3 separate regions of the Mus musculus genome follow, and all the other regions are linked to region 3. Evidence: chromatin contacts called from public HiChIP or PLAC-seq and promoter capture Hi-C data. All regions are on one chromosome and are shown on one strand. The core of a region is the stretch at or near the end of the contact, and the rest is flanking DNA. Distances in the headings are between cores, read along the strand shown. Region 1 overlaps E130307A14Rik (RIKEN cDNA E130307A14 gene). Region 2 overlaps Fyn (Fyn proto-oncogene). Region 3 holds the start of Ccn6 (cellular communication network factor 6).

What was found. Promoter capture Hi-C pulls out the DNA fragments that hold promoters and counts their contacts. HiChIP or PLAC-seq counts read pairs in DNA pulled down with a chosen protein or histone mark.
Region 1: an H3K27ac HiChIP or PLAC-seq map of stem cell-derived neural progenitor cells shows a contact between it and region 3. The contact joins the enhancer-like site here to the promoter of Ccn6 in region 3. A contact is called at or near these places in 4 of 39 promoter capture datasets (the 3T3-L1 cell line, 3T3-L1-derived adipocytes, embryonic stem cells and 1 more), 2 of 15 datasets of contacts at CTCF or cohesin (the NIH/3T3 cell line and large pre-B cells), 3 of 484 Hi-C or Micro-C datasets (the HPC-7 cell line, bone marrow-derived macrophages and neural progenitor cells), 12 of 115 datasets of contacts at active chromatin or transcription factors (astrocytes, bone marrow-derived macrophages, embryonic basal ganglia and 8 more) and 2 of 9 other capture datasets (adipose tissue and embryonic stem cells).
Region 2: a promoter capture Hi-C map of hippocampal neurons shows a contact between it and region 3, with 5 times the contacts expected there. The contact joins the enhancer-like site here to the promoter of Ccn6 in region 3. A contact is called at or near these places in 7 of 39 promoter capture datasets (cranial neural crest, embryonic stem cells, hippocampal neurons and 3 more), 2 of 15 datasets of contacts at CTCF or cohesin (CD8 T cells and large pre-B cells), 2 of 484 Hi-C or Micro-C datasets (bone marrow-derived macrophages and cortical neurons), 24 of 115 datasets of contacts at active chromatin or transcription factors (the 230-238 cell line, CD8 T cells, T-cell acute lymphoblastic leukemia and 18 more) and 1 of 9 other capture datasets (embryonic stem cells).

The regions. Positions count from the first base shown.
Region 1 is chr10:39,670,830-39,675,117 of GRCm38.p6, reverse strand. The region is part of intron 2 of E130307A14Rik (RIKEN cDNA E130307A14 gene); the gene reads left to right. Among named protein-coding and RNA genes, the nearest start is that of E130307A14Rik, 59 kb to the left of the region's middle. Within about 2 kb of position 2,342, at least 83 of the 459 cell types and tissues checked have an H3K27ac peak or open chromatin away from gene starts, as enhancers often do. A contact at or near this core is called in embryonic basal ganglia, embryonic forebrain, forebrain and 3 more, where this site is marked.
Region 2 is chr10:39,563,113-39,567,332 of GRCm38.p6, reverse strand. It overlaps Fyn (Fyn proto-oncogene), which reads right to left. Exons shown (of 14, transcript NM_001122893.1): 14 at 1,952-3,569. The coding sequence ends at 3,361. All of the region lies in intron 2 of Gm16364 (predicted gene 16364), which reads left to right. Among named protein-coding and RNA genes, the nearest start is that of Gm40627, 25 kb to the left of the region's middle. Within about 2 kb of position 2,437, at least 15 of the 459 cell types and tissues checked have an H3K27ac peak or open chromatin away from gene starts, as enhancers often do.
Region 3 is chr10:39,160,584-39,165,332 of GRCm38.p6, reverse strand. It overlaps Ccn6 (cellular communication network factor 6), which reads left to right and starts at 1,539. Exons shown (of 5, transcript NM_001127376.1): 1 at 1,539-1,740. The coding sequence starts at 1,693.

The DNA.
Region 1 (4,288 bases), core at 1,093-3,592, 510 kb before region 3:
TCGTTACTGCTACAATGGAAACAATAGACATTTAACACAGGGAACACAGATGCCTTTCAGTCCGCTGTGGCTTTAGCATTCCCCCATTGTAGCCAGCCAGAGTCCTTGGCTGCTGGGCCAGTTGCCTTTTGCATGCTGATTTTCCTGAGACAGTCACTCAAGAGTTCTTCCTCTGGAGCAGAGTGTGGTGATCTCAGCCCCTGTAGGGAGTAGGGAAGCGCAGTGTGGGAATGAAAACACTGGGGAACAATCTCTCACAGAAGAATCAGTAGCTTAGTCTCAGGTTAGGTTTTGGGCCCCCAGCAAACATAATACCTGTTAGATCCTTTCCCTGAAGGACCACAGCCAAGACTTAAGCAAACATATATTTGTTCTGGCACAATACTTTTCAGTGACTAAGTGAGGTACACGGATGCATTTTATGCACACGTGCAAACCATGTGTCTGTGTTCCCACACTCAAGTATTTATAGAACTCACAATAGGGAAAATGGTCAGAAAGGGTTTTTTTCCATAAGCGCTGTTGAATATTGTTTCTTCCACCACTCACAATCAAAGGGATTAATATGTTCCCAGAAATAGTATTATTGAGATACATGAAATAAAATTAGGAGATATTTGTTGCTGGCAATAAGCTTTAGGTAAGAGCTGTTCTGGTATTGAAACTGCATCAAATCTAAAATGGTTTTTTGAGAGTAAGTGGTTCTATGGTGTATCTTGAGGCTGGTCCCAATTAGGCATAAATTAGAGTGTGTCTCGCTTTTCAGAAAGGGTCAGGAAATCAGCACTTGGCCTTGAACTCTTCACCTCTGCCCCTGTTGACCGTAAGAATAAGCCATTCCTCTCTGTGAAAACTAACAGATGCAGCCAGGCTTTGCCATTCCTCTGCAGAAAAGAGCCAGAGTTGTCAGCCAGAGCCGGTCAGAAGGAAGTAGCTGAGGAACTGGGGACTTTTTGTAGAGTGACAGCTTTCTGTCCATAAAGAAAAAGTCTCTAAAGCCACCAATGTGAAAGTGACATACTTTAAAGTGTCCAAAGGAGGCCTCCAAAGCTACTGGAAGCCTGTGCTGTCCTTTCTCAGAGCCTATTTTCTGTTTTCCTCCCATTCTGCAGCACTGATCTGCGACACTCATTGGTACACTGGACAAATAATTCCCCCATCTTTATAGCCAGCATAAAGCTCACAGCTGTGGAGTCTTGGTAATCTTTGCTGTGATTAATTGCCAATTACAAACATTTGATGACTATTTAAAAACCTTCCTTAGATGACTTATGTAGCTGACATGTGTAGTTAGTTGAAAAACTGAGGCTATGAAGATGGGTGTCACAAAAAAAGCTGAAGTCAGTCAAAATGTCACACTTTTCTGATCTCTAATAGAGTATTTTGCGCTTTCAACACCTAAAACATACCTGTGCCTGAAGGTCCAACTCAGTTCCTGCCTCCTACCCAGTCAGTCCTTTTCCTGACAGTCCTCTCTGAGCCATCTCAGCAGCTGTAGTGGATTTGGATTTGCTATCAGATGTATCATTGATCCATGAACTTGTCACATCAAAGGTCAGGTCAGAGCAGAATGGCTGCGTTAGCCGCCCCCTCGCCCATTTCCTCAGCACCACCAGACGCATCCAAAGTTAACTTCAAGGTGGGCCACTTCAGTAATAGAGTTGTGAGCCGGTGGTTTGAAGTTTGTAAGTCACTGTTGTGTACCACCCACAGAAAGTGTGCAACCAGTGATGTGCCTTGTCATAGTCATTAGGAGATTAATTACTAGTGTATAAGGAGAGGGAAGGGAATCATTGGAATAGAGAAAAGAAAATACAAGGAGGAGGAAAAGAGATAGTTTGGAAAAGGCAAACCCAGATCCAGCCTTCTCATTCTGGGATAAGATGCATTTCCTGTTTTCATGACAAAACATGGAAAGACTCCTTCCAAATGCATTTCGTGAATGATTGCCGACCCATCTTGCTAATGCTTGCTCTTTAGGGAACTGCACAGAAATCATGCATTTCCAGTTTGAATTAGGAACTAACTGGAAAGGCAGTTGCTTTGTGAGAAACCAGTAAACGCAGAAGCCTCATAACACTGGAACATTGTGGCAGTGGGAAAAGGCAACTCAGAAGGAGGCTCACCTCTCCTGACTGGTCCTGCTCTCAATGACTGTGAGACTCTCACTCCACAGTCCCTGCTTCCCACTGGCAGCAGCTGAAGCAGCTCATTATGCATGTCTGTCACGTGGTCCACTCCATCACCCAAATCTAACTGGGAGAGTAAGTCACCCTAACAAGACCCTTCAGTACACTCTTAAAAACTACTTACAGATGGACTCTTCCTCTGTAGGGACACAAAGAGTTTCCTTGTGCTGTGCCACATGATACAGGAAATGCATTATCCCTGTCCCAATGCAGGCACATGAGGAGGAAGCCCATGAAAGGGCAGCAGCTCACAAAAGCCCACACAGCTTTAGGGGGAGTCCTCGGAGGGGCTCACAGGCCAGTTTATGATAAGGGCAGAGAAAATCCTGGCTCTGTGAAGCTCCATTCATTTCGAATGCTAATGTCCACACCGGGAAAGGGAACCACAGCAGCATTCAGCTTTGACACAAACACTGCTAATCCTTGTTAGTTAGATTGTCACCGACACCTGCCCCCACACCCCCAGCTTCGTGCTAGATCTCCATTTATCCTTACAGTTTGGGCCACTTTATATTCTGTTACTTGAAGGTGAGTTCTCCTTTTAGACCCTGGGATCTTGAAATGGGTTTCCATTAGCTTGAATGGACATTTCTGTAGAATTAATCTTTACAGGGTTAGATTTACCTGCCATTGTTAAATCTCCTGTCTCACACAGTGTGATCAAGCCATGGTTCATGCAGCTGTCCAGCTAATGCTGAGAATAGAACCTGTGTCCACTATTCTAGACACTGGGGATGCAGCAGGGAACAGAGTCCTATATTTATTTTTTGGTTTTGGTTTTTGGTTTTTCGAGACAGGGTTTCTCTGTGTAGCCCTGGCAGTTCTGGAACTCACTCTGTAGACCAGGCTGGCCTTGAACTCAGAAATTCGCCTGCCTCTGCCTCCCGAGTGCTGGGATTAAAGGCGTGCGCCACCAACGCCCGGCTGAGTCCTATATTTATATAGATAAAAATTTAAAGAGGAGAGACAGAAAACAGATAAATATGTTAGTCAGGGTACATTACACTGGTTGGTGGCAGTAAACACGCTTGTATCTCAGAGGTTGAAGCAAAAAAAAGTTTTAGTCCTCATCAAAGAGTGGTCACTGAAGGTCAGAAGGAGGGACTTTCCTCTGGGTCACTTCCACATGGCACCCAGGCCATCCAGAGAACCACCAGGGGGTAAGGCTAGTCTTAGGGAGAATATCAAATGATACACGGATTCTCAAAGCTTATAACTGATACATGGCATGTCTCTCATTTTCAGGGCCAAAAGAAGCCATAGGGTTACAGCCAGCTACAGAGGGCCAGAAAGTGTAGTCATACCACATGTTCAGGAAAGTGAGCCACTCTTGGCAGGCAGAGCTGCCCCAGATGCTGATGGCTGCTGTGAAGAAAATCAGGGTACAGGAGATGGTGTCTGTGAGGTTGCAGAGAGTCTGAAGAGAGTCCTCCCCTTGGGCAGAGGATCAGGTCCTGTAAAGGTCTGTGAGAGCCATCAGTCTGGCATGTTTGAGGGAAGGCAGGGGAATCCAGGGGCCAGAGTGCTGTGAGTAAGAAGGTAACTTCAGAATCTAGTCAGCGGGGTGGCTGGGTAGAACCTTCTAAAAGGTCGGCCGTGTAGATTTTTGTATGAGGTCCAAGTCTTTTAAATATTTCCCTTATAAGAGTACAACAAAGCAGAGGGTCACTGTTGCCTGAATTAAAGACTTAATCATACAAACTTAGTGGATTACAAAGAAGCAAGAACGCTTAAGTGAATATCACAATAATATTACTGCCGAGAGATAACAGCGTCACTAGTAGTTTGAACAATTCAGTATAGCTTTGAACAATGGGCACATTTTACATATCCTTTTACAAGAAATTATTTCTTTTAAAACAGCAGCTTTTTCCCCCCTAATTATAAGCCAATATCCTATGGCGAATGTTTGGGCAAACACTGAAAGCTCAACAGGAGGATCCAAGAATCCTCCGTAGGCCGTCGTCCGGGACTGCTGTTACCATTTCGGTATGTTCTGCAGTCTTCTCTGGACAGCGAACAGGTTCTGTCGGGCCAATCACAGCCTCTCTGTGCTTCAGACTCCTCATCAGTGCGATGCGAGGAAGTAGCAGCACCTA
Region 2 (4,220 bases), core at 1,188-3,687, 400 kb before region 3:
ACCGCTGAGCATCTTACCTTCCCAGGAAAGAACCATCCCAATTAATACGGCGGGCGCTGTTATAGCCCCGTGAGAAATCATAGATAGATTTCATAGCTCTGCTGGTACTAGAGAATCCTCTGCTGCCAAGACTTTACTCACAGGATTCCTGTCGTCTCCGGGTGAGTAAACACAGCCAGGTGCCTGGAGATCTTGAGTCACACGGCAGGTTTCGAGGGACCATGGTTACCCTTGGCTTTCCCCATGGAAACACCTGGTCACTGGGGCAGGGCCCTTAAAGTCCACTGAGTCGCTGCTGACATGTGGCACCCCGCATCTGCTGGGATCCTATCAGGTCCCTCAACGCAGCAGCCTGAGTGTGTGGTGCAACGACAGTGGAGTGAACCAATGTTTACTCTTGTGTTATGAAAATGGCCTTCTCCAGTGAGCTTCCTATGTGAGCTTTTAAGAGAATAGCTTATTAAAAAGGTATCCAAGTGCAAACTAGGTAACCCCAGTTGGCTCTCAGAGAGTAAGTCCTTAGTCCTCATTCTGGGTTACTAAAGGAAAGCAACAGGGGCTGGAGAGATGGCTCAGTGGTCAAGAACACTAGCTGCTCTTCCAGAGGACCCAGGTTCAGTTCCCATCATGACAGCTCACAACTGTCTGTAACTCCAGTTCCAGGGGATCCGACGCCCTTACACCAATACACATAAAAATGTTATTATTTTTTTTTTAAAGAGAAACAACAAAGAGGTTTTCTCCCCAAACATTTTCACCTGCTTCACAGTAAGTGCTATTTTTCCTTTGTCATAAGAGAACTTTCTGGTGAGCAACTTCAGTTTCCCGATCCCAGTGTCTATCACTTACGAAGCAGACACTTCCAGATGGGAGTTGAGCCTCCCTAGAAAGCACACTGGACTCTTGGAAAAACCTGTACATTTCTTTGGTTTCTTCCTGACTGTAGTTCTTCTATTCTAGAGTGCTCCAGGACTCTGACCTCGTAAGCGTGCTCTCTCAGTGATGCATGTCCTTAGTTTTCTTTTATATACAGGAACCCACAGAGAACTCACTTGATGAAATTTAAAAAGCTGTATGAAATTAAAAGTGCATTTTTTTTTCCCTCAAAGACTTTCAATGAGTCAAAACAAAAACCCTCCAGGGAATATTTGCAAATTGTCTAATGCAAAGTGAGGATTGAAAATAAAATTATCTTAACAAAAATCTAAAACCTGCTAATGACTAATCCTATGTGATAAAAACTGCACCTCGTAAGTTTTCAAAACTCTATCAATGGTATTCATATCCAAAATAGTAACAATTTTGATTTAAAAAATGTTTCATCTTCCTCCCCAAAACGCTATAATCTTTTCTAAAGGTAATTATTTCCACAACAATGAAAGATTTTCCTCCTTATATGGCTCCATATGACACGGTGGACTTAGAGTTGTAAGAAGGCAGGGCTGCCAGAGGCTGGGAGAGCATCTTGTCTGTACTTTGTCTCCAGACACACTGGCCTGCAGGGGAGGTTCGGAGTTCTGCAGGGAACCATGGTAGATCCAGGCCTGGATGGCTACCCAGTCCCCCCTCCCCCTCTCCCCCATACCACATGGTCACATGCTTAGCAACTTCATTTTAGAAGTAGGATACTTGGAAATGTATTTATGACTTGAGACCAAGAAAGACTACTGTCTCCTGTACAAATAGGACACGGTGAATTCCAGCGAGAGACAGTGCGGGATACACTATGGCGCTCAAGTACGCCCAGTTTTGCTTTAGCCACTCTGAGTTAGCCAGATAACTGCTTTGCCTTTTGGTGGGGAGGGTCTCCAGATGCTCTGCATGTTTCTGTCGTTTGGAAATCGCTGCACAGTGGCCCGATTTACCAGGTGCTTCCTCACCATCTGGGACGGGCCAGGTATGTCACAGAACGCCTAGGGTACCTTCTGTGGTGTACACAAATAAACAAAAATTTTTTTTTCAAATGTAAAATGCTCTCTTTTTAATTACTAAATTAGGAAAGTTAAACAATTTAAAAATGTAAACTCACAAGTAAATCATTAACAAAAAAAAGGAATTAAGACTTCAGAATTGCTAGTCAGTATTAAAAAACTCAATAGAAATAGGAATTGATTTGTTGTTAAACATACGTAATTCGAGGTTGGTACAAACAGCAACTAAAAATGTAATACTTTTTTTTTTTTGTGCACCCCCATGAAATGTAAAGTAGTGCATAGTTATTCACTGGAGCACTCCTGACACGGAGAGTCACTCATTAGCAGTACAGGACAGTAAAACACTTATTTTACAATGGGACGTGTACAACCCCCCACCCTTGCCTTCCCATAATTTTTAGTTGCATGAGAAAGTTTAGTAGGTTGCCATGACTACAATGCTATGGGTTTAGACCATTTAAATGTGGTTACAAGATTTATTAAATAAAAGGAAAACACCTGAACCCTTCAGCATTCATATTTATACAGGAAGTTTGTGTGGTCTCCGTCTTGCAGCTCTTGTGGTAGAACTGGCTGGCTGCTTTTTGCTTAAAATGCTCACTCCTAAGTTTCAAGAACGAATCACAGTTCGCTGGAGCAAAAACTGGCACTAAAACTCGTGACTAGGCCCTGGGACCTGAAAAAAGTCACATGAACAATCTATAGGTATGATTAGGAACCAAAAAAGTGCAGTCCAAATGGAGAGGACGTCATGCTTCGTAGAAGTCAAAAAATGAGGCCACCGGCTTGCAGGCTGACACCAGTGCTTTGCTGGCAGGGTTCTGCAGTAATCCCCACTCCGGTCCTGTAGCTATGTGGCCTACGCTGGCCAGTCTCCATGGTAGCACCCACATGGTGTATGTACAGGAACATATGTTAACATATATATCATATGTATAAAAAAGGGAAAAAAAACCCAAACACCTGTCCTGATCATTTTTTGTTAAAACATGAAAAAAAATTTTATTGTTTTAGACAAAGAGGCCACTTTTGGAAAATAATACTTTTTTTTTTTTAGTTGAATCAGGTGAAGACAGAGTTAAAATCACATAGGATTTGCTTTTTCTTTTTTAAAAAAGGAAAGCACTGGGATTGTTGGCACAGGAGCAGCTATTTACACTGAACAGAGGTTTGGCCTTTGACATAACATCGATACAATGCATTTCCAAGTCTGAGAAATAACACGCTTCTGTCTCAGATGGTTCACAGAGGAGGTTCGGACTGGGGGACAAGTGTCATTAATGAGGGCCGTGGAAGTTCAGCTTCAGAGTCACATGCAATCTGATCCTGGACGGTTCTCGCTGCTCTGGGGCAGCTGGCTACAGAATTGGAAGCTAATGGGGAGGGGTAGGGAGGCCTCGGGAAGAGGCGTCTGAAGCGCAGGCTCTCACAGGTTTTCACCGGGCTGATACTGGGGCTCTGTGGCCGTAAAGTAGTCCTCCAGGAAGCCCTGCAAGTACTCGAAGGTCGGGCGCTCTTCCGGATCCTTTTTCCAGCAGTGGATCATGAGCTCGTGCAGGGAGATCGGGCAGTCCTGTGGGCAGGGCATCCTATAGCCTCTCTCCACCTGCTCCAGCACCTCCCGGTTGTTCATGCCTGCGAAGACAGGGGCCAGTGAGAATGGGCACGTGGCTAAGGTTAAAGCATAAGGAGGCCGTCCTCCCTCTCAGGAGGGGAACCATGCCTGTAATAGGCTATCACAGCACGAAGGAGTGGAACAAAGGAATGGAGAACTCATAGATGCAAAAGCCCAGACAGTGACTCTCAAAGCACTACACGTGAAAGAAGCCAGACACAAGAGGCAGCGCACTGTACGATTTCACCTGGATGAGACCCTAGAAAGGCCAGAGACTGCATGATAGAAACCAGATCAGAGGTTGCTGCGCACGGATGGGGGTTGGGGTTGGGGTGGGGGCCACGGGTGAAAGGGCAGAGGGAGCTGAGAGGTGACAGAAGCCATGGTTGAATGCCCATGTTTTTCCTGTGAAAGGCCAACAGCAAATATTTTGTTTGTGTGGGCTACATGCAAGCTCTGTCTTATTTCTGTCACTGAAACAGTTTAAAACAAAGCCAGGTTGGGAGCCATGCTCTGCCATGAGAAATAACTCAGGCTGCAGTCCATGACCCCAGTGTAGTTAGTCCGTGTGAACAATCAAATTTCACTAGTCAAAACTCATGGGAGTATACTTTTAAATTAACCTTTGTTATGTGTAAATTATACTCACTAGGAAAGGTAAAACACAGGAC
Region 3 (4,749 bases), core at 290-2,789:
GCGGGACAGGGTCCCAGCCTAGATAAGGATAAAGCAAACTGAGCTCTGACTTTCATCTCTGCTTCCCGACTGTGAATGCATTGTGAACAGTGGCCTTATGTTCTTGCCATGACTTCCCTGCCATGATTGACTGTGCCTTCCAAGTGTGAGCCAACATAAGCCCTTCTTCAAGATCCATTTGCCAGACATTTAACTGATCCAAGACCTTAGGGTGGCAAATGAAAAGGGTACTGTGAGGTTTGTATAAGCTTGGCCCAGAGAGTGGCATTATTTGGAGGTGTGGCCTTTTTGGAATAGGTGGGTCACTGTGGGCATGGGCTTTAAGACCCTTGTCCTAGCTGTGTGGAAGTCAGTCTTCTCCTGTTTGCCTTGAGATGCCTGCACCATGCCTGTTTGGATACTGCTATGCTCCCACCTTGATGATAATGGACTGATCCTCTGAACTGTAAGCCAACCCCAATTAAATGTTGTCCTTATAAGAGTTGCCTTGGTTATGGTGTCTGTCCACAGCAGTAAACCCCTAACTAAGAAGGGTACCATCTGGGTGGCCCAGTGCACATATAGCTGCAGGCTACTGTGATGTGTGCATGCTCATGTGCTATTGGCTCTGTGGGAGCACAGCCTCCCAGAGGTCACCGCTGTGGGAGGCCTTACTTATGTGCTAAATTCATGCTCATAAGGGTGGGAAGAAAGAGGCCCGGACACTGTAGATCACGTGACAGGCCAAAGGGAGAAGAGCTGTGGGAAGGTAGGTTTCGCCTGCTGGATCTTCAGGAAGACAAGACTTGGACAGAGAAAGAACAAAGGTTAAAATGGATACTCTTAACTCTTGTCCTGGTGACAACACAGGAGGGGACAGGCTGGTGGCCACATGTGTGTGCACACATGGTGTGTTTCTGGAGAAATGGTTCAAATTCAGAGTAACTTACTTTTTAGAGTTTTAAAGATTGTTTTAACTGATACACAAAAACAAAATTATATGTATTAATGGGCATCTTGTAGTGTTTCGTATGTTAAAAAAAATTCTCACTCCAATTTTCTAATTGGGAAAATCTAATTGGGAAAACCTAATTGGGGAAACCTAGGGTTAATTTTCTGTTGTCTCCCACAAAACTACAACTGCAGATAGGAGCCTAGTTTAAGCAAATGTGCTGTGGGGAGTCTACTTACACCCACTAGGTTAACCCCTTACCATTGCCCCAGGGGTGAGATGTGTCGGAGTATAGGACGACATGGGGTGGGGGCTGCTCACCAGCTCAGGAAAGGCCTCTAGAATCTGCTGTTGGTAGGACATGAAACTCAAGTGACATGAAATGGGGAGAGACTGGACCAACACCCGGCAGAGAAATCAGAGAGACCAAGGGCAAGGTGGGAAAGATGTCCAATGCCACCCAACTCCTGGAAGACGGGCTTGGATCTCAAGAACAGGATGTCCGTCCTCCCTCAGAGAACAACCTCCACTTGCTCTCGCAGAGTCCCTGTAGGAAGGTGTTGGCCCCTCCTGACGCACACCGTGCAGACCCAAGGAGCTTCTAGAAGTCCAGTGAAATCCGCAGGGCACTGGGACAGATCCTCAGACGGAAAGTGCAACCCGGGAGTCTGAAGCCCAGGAGGTGGAGACGTGGTTCCTTGTGCAGGAGACAGGGGAGCTTTGTGCCTGGCGCTTCTCCATCTCTCCATCCTCCCGGCATCATGCGTAGGCTCCTCTTTTGCACTCTGCTCATGACTGGGCTGACACAGGTAAGTCCTTGTTTCACATTCAGACTCCAGCTGTACATCTCCAGGCCCAAAGTACAGCTGCAAGGTAGAAATGGGGGAAATATACGGGTAATTATTTAATGAGAAATGGGGAGCCATTTTCCTTTCCAGAACGTTCAGTTTTAGCTTGGGAGTTTCGTCTCGATGCTGGACACTTCCCCCTTTGAGGTGTACACACTGAAGCCTTCTTGCAATGTGTGAACAGTCCACTAGTGTTCCCTTATGTCTATTTACACAGTCCACCCCAGCTCTCGGATGGGTAGCACTGACGGCCACAGCTGTAAACATGATCCCTTCATGAGAGGTTGCAGGCGCGGGCGGGCGAACACAAGGGCAGGCGGGCTCGCCTTTTCACAGCTTGTAGCATGCAAAGAGCTCCTGGCAAAAAAACGGGTTTGGCAATGATTTTTTTTTTTTCCCCCAGCTAAGCCTGTCCTTGTTTGAAAGGAACGCTTAGGAAGGAACATTTAGTGTTAAACTTTTACTTTATCTTTTCTCAAGCCTTGGGTCTTTCACTTTTTGTGAGTGAATCTGTCCGTGGAAGCTCTAAATAATTCGGAGGGCAGAGCATATGAAGTTTAATTTAAAATGAGCAATTCATTGCCTTAGTGTTTTTGATTGAGAAGATTAAAGCAGACAGAGTTACTTGCTGATTTATTTACATGAAGGTCACTGCTGGCTCTGACCTCTTCCGGTGACATAGAAAACATGGAAGGGTAAGGAGTTGGAGCTGAACATGGCTGGGGCAGCAGAGGTATTCTATACAGTAAGGGGAGTTGTTATACCGTCTAGAGGTGTGAGGTTTCAGAAGGCTCCTAAGAAGGATCTCAGCGATGGGTTCTTCCTGCTGGCACAGCTGGAGGACATTTCTTCAATAGCTCTGTGCCCAGCTCTCTCCTGTTCTACACTCTCAGGAGAGGCAGGTGGTTACTGTCAACTGAGGACTAGGGCATGTTCTTTTTTTTTTTTTAGTTTTTTTTAGAGCATGTTCTTAAACAGCAAATATTCTAGCACACAGAGAAATGTACAGAATAGAAAACAAGTGCAAATACAAAGAGATATTGTACTTAGACCACAAATTATCATTCGTGATTAATTTTGCCTTAATTATGTGTGGGTTTTTTGTTTGTTTGTTTGTTTGTTGTTTTGCTTTGTTTTGGTCATGGTGATAAAATACCTGAAAAATAATTAAAGGAAGGTTTATCTTGGCTCTCGGTTTAAGTTCATGGTTCTTGGCTGGACATTTCAGCCTCTGATGAGACACAGCATGGCAGCAGAAGTGTGTGATAGAGGAGGCAACTCATCTCACAGAGAGAAAAAACAGAGAAAGAGGATGTTATGAAATATAAAGAGGCAAGGTGTGCCCCTGAGAAATTACGCCATGCAACAGATCTGGTATAAGCGAGTTTATTGGGGGAAGGGAGAAGAGTGGGGGCCTGGGGAAGGAGTAGAGGCATCAAGTGATCCATGATGGGGGGCAGCAGAGAGGGGAGAAAGGGGCTCCAAGGATAAAGAGGGGGGAGAGAGAGAGAGAGAGAGAAAGAGAGAGAGAGAGAGAGAGAGAGAGAGAGAGAGAGAGAGAGAGAGAGAGAGAGAGAGAGAGAGAGAGAGAGAGAATGTGGAGAACAGAGAGAGCTGGGTGTCAGGCAGTCCTTTTATACACAGCCTGCATCTGCTGCACCTGGTGGCAGGGGCAGGTGATGGTGGCAGGTGATGATGTAAGCAGATGTTAGGTCCCTGAGAGCAGCCTAGTGGAATCACCTGTGAGCTAGTAGAGGCAGGAGACAAGATGTACTGATACAGCCCCAGTGATGCACTTCAGTAAGGTGCAGTCTTCCAGTTGTCCATTCAACTGCGAATCTACAAATGTGTGAATCCATTGGTCAGGTCAGCACACTCCTGACAGCTGCTCCCCCAGAGTCCACTTATGAGTAGTGATGACCAGGGGTGTGTGTACATATGGCATAAGTGTGAGCACACATGCATGTGCTCATGTCTGTGTCTACATGGCAGTCAGTGTACAGCACTGAGTGCCTGCCTCTAACTCTCCACCTTATTTTGTGAGTCAGGGTTTCTCACTGAAACTGGGCCTTGTGGTTTCATCTAGACTGGTTGCCTGCAAGCCTGGGGCACTGATTCTTCTATTTTTACCCCTAGGCCAAACTTTCCTGGGGCACACTTACAAACATAACCAAGGGTTTGATGACATCACTGATATGGTGAATAGCCACTAGATATCAAACACTATGCCAGACATTTAGTCCTTATCTTAATCACCTTAACTGTCTAAACAACTGTACCAAGAGCATATTAAGCTCATTTCACAGAAGACTGATGCTCAAAGAACAAATAATAGGAAATTAGTTAAGATCACAGAGCTGGCCCAAAGCTCAGCTCTGTTTTAAGAACATTCTCTTGCTTCATTCTGTGGTCTGAAAAGAAAAATATGCAAACTTCCTTATATTATCAACATATTTTCTCTTTCTTATGAGACCTAGTTTGTGTACTTTTATATTACAGTCTATTATAATTTCCTTGGTAATTTTTGTGAGATGAGTCTCCTAGCCAAAAAAAAAAAAATATTTTTATCTGGAATGTTTTATTCCTTCATTAAAAACTCTCTGTGCATGCCACTCAGGTGTTGGGTCTCGCCGTTCACTGTGGTTGAGACAGTTTTCCTGTCCTGGCTTACATGGGACAGGTGGTCCATGAGCTTCTGGGCCGCTCCTGTTTCCACCTTCCATCTGGTGTGCTGGAGGACATGCTCTGTGGCTGGGGTACAGACTCATGCTCTGCATTGCTGGGATATGGACACATGCTTTGCATTGCTGGTGTATGGATGCATGCTCTGCATTGCTGGTGTATGGACGCATGCTCTGCATTGCTGGGATACAGGTGCATGCTCTGTGTTGCTGGCGTATAGATGCATGCTCTGCATTGCTGGGGTACATTTGCATGCTCTGTGTTGCTGGGGTACATGCACATGCTCTG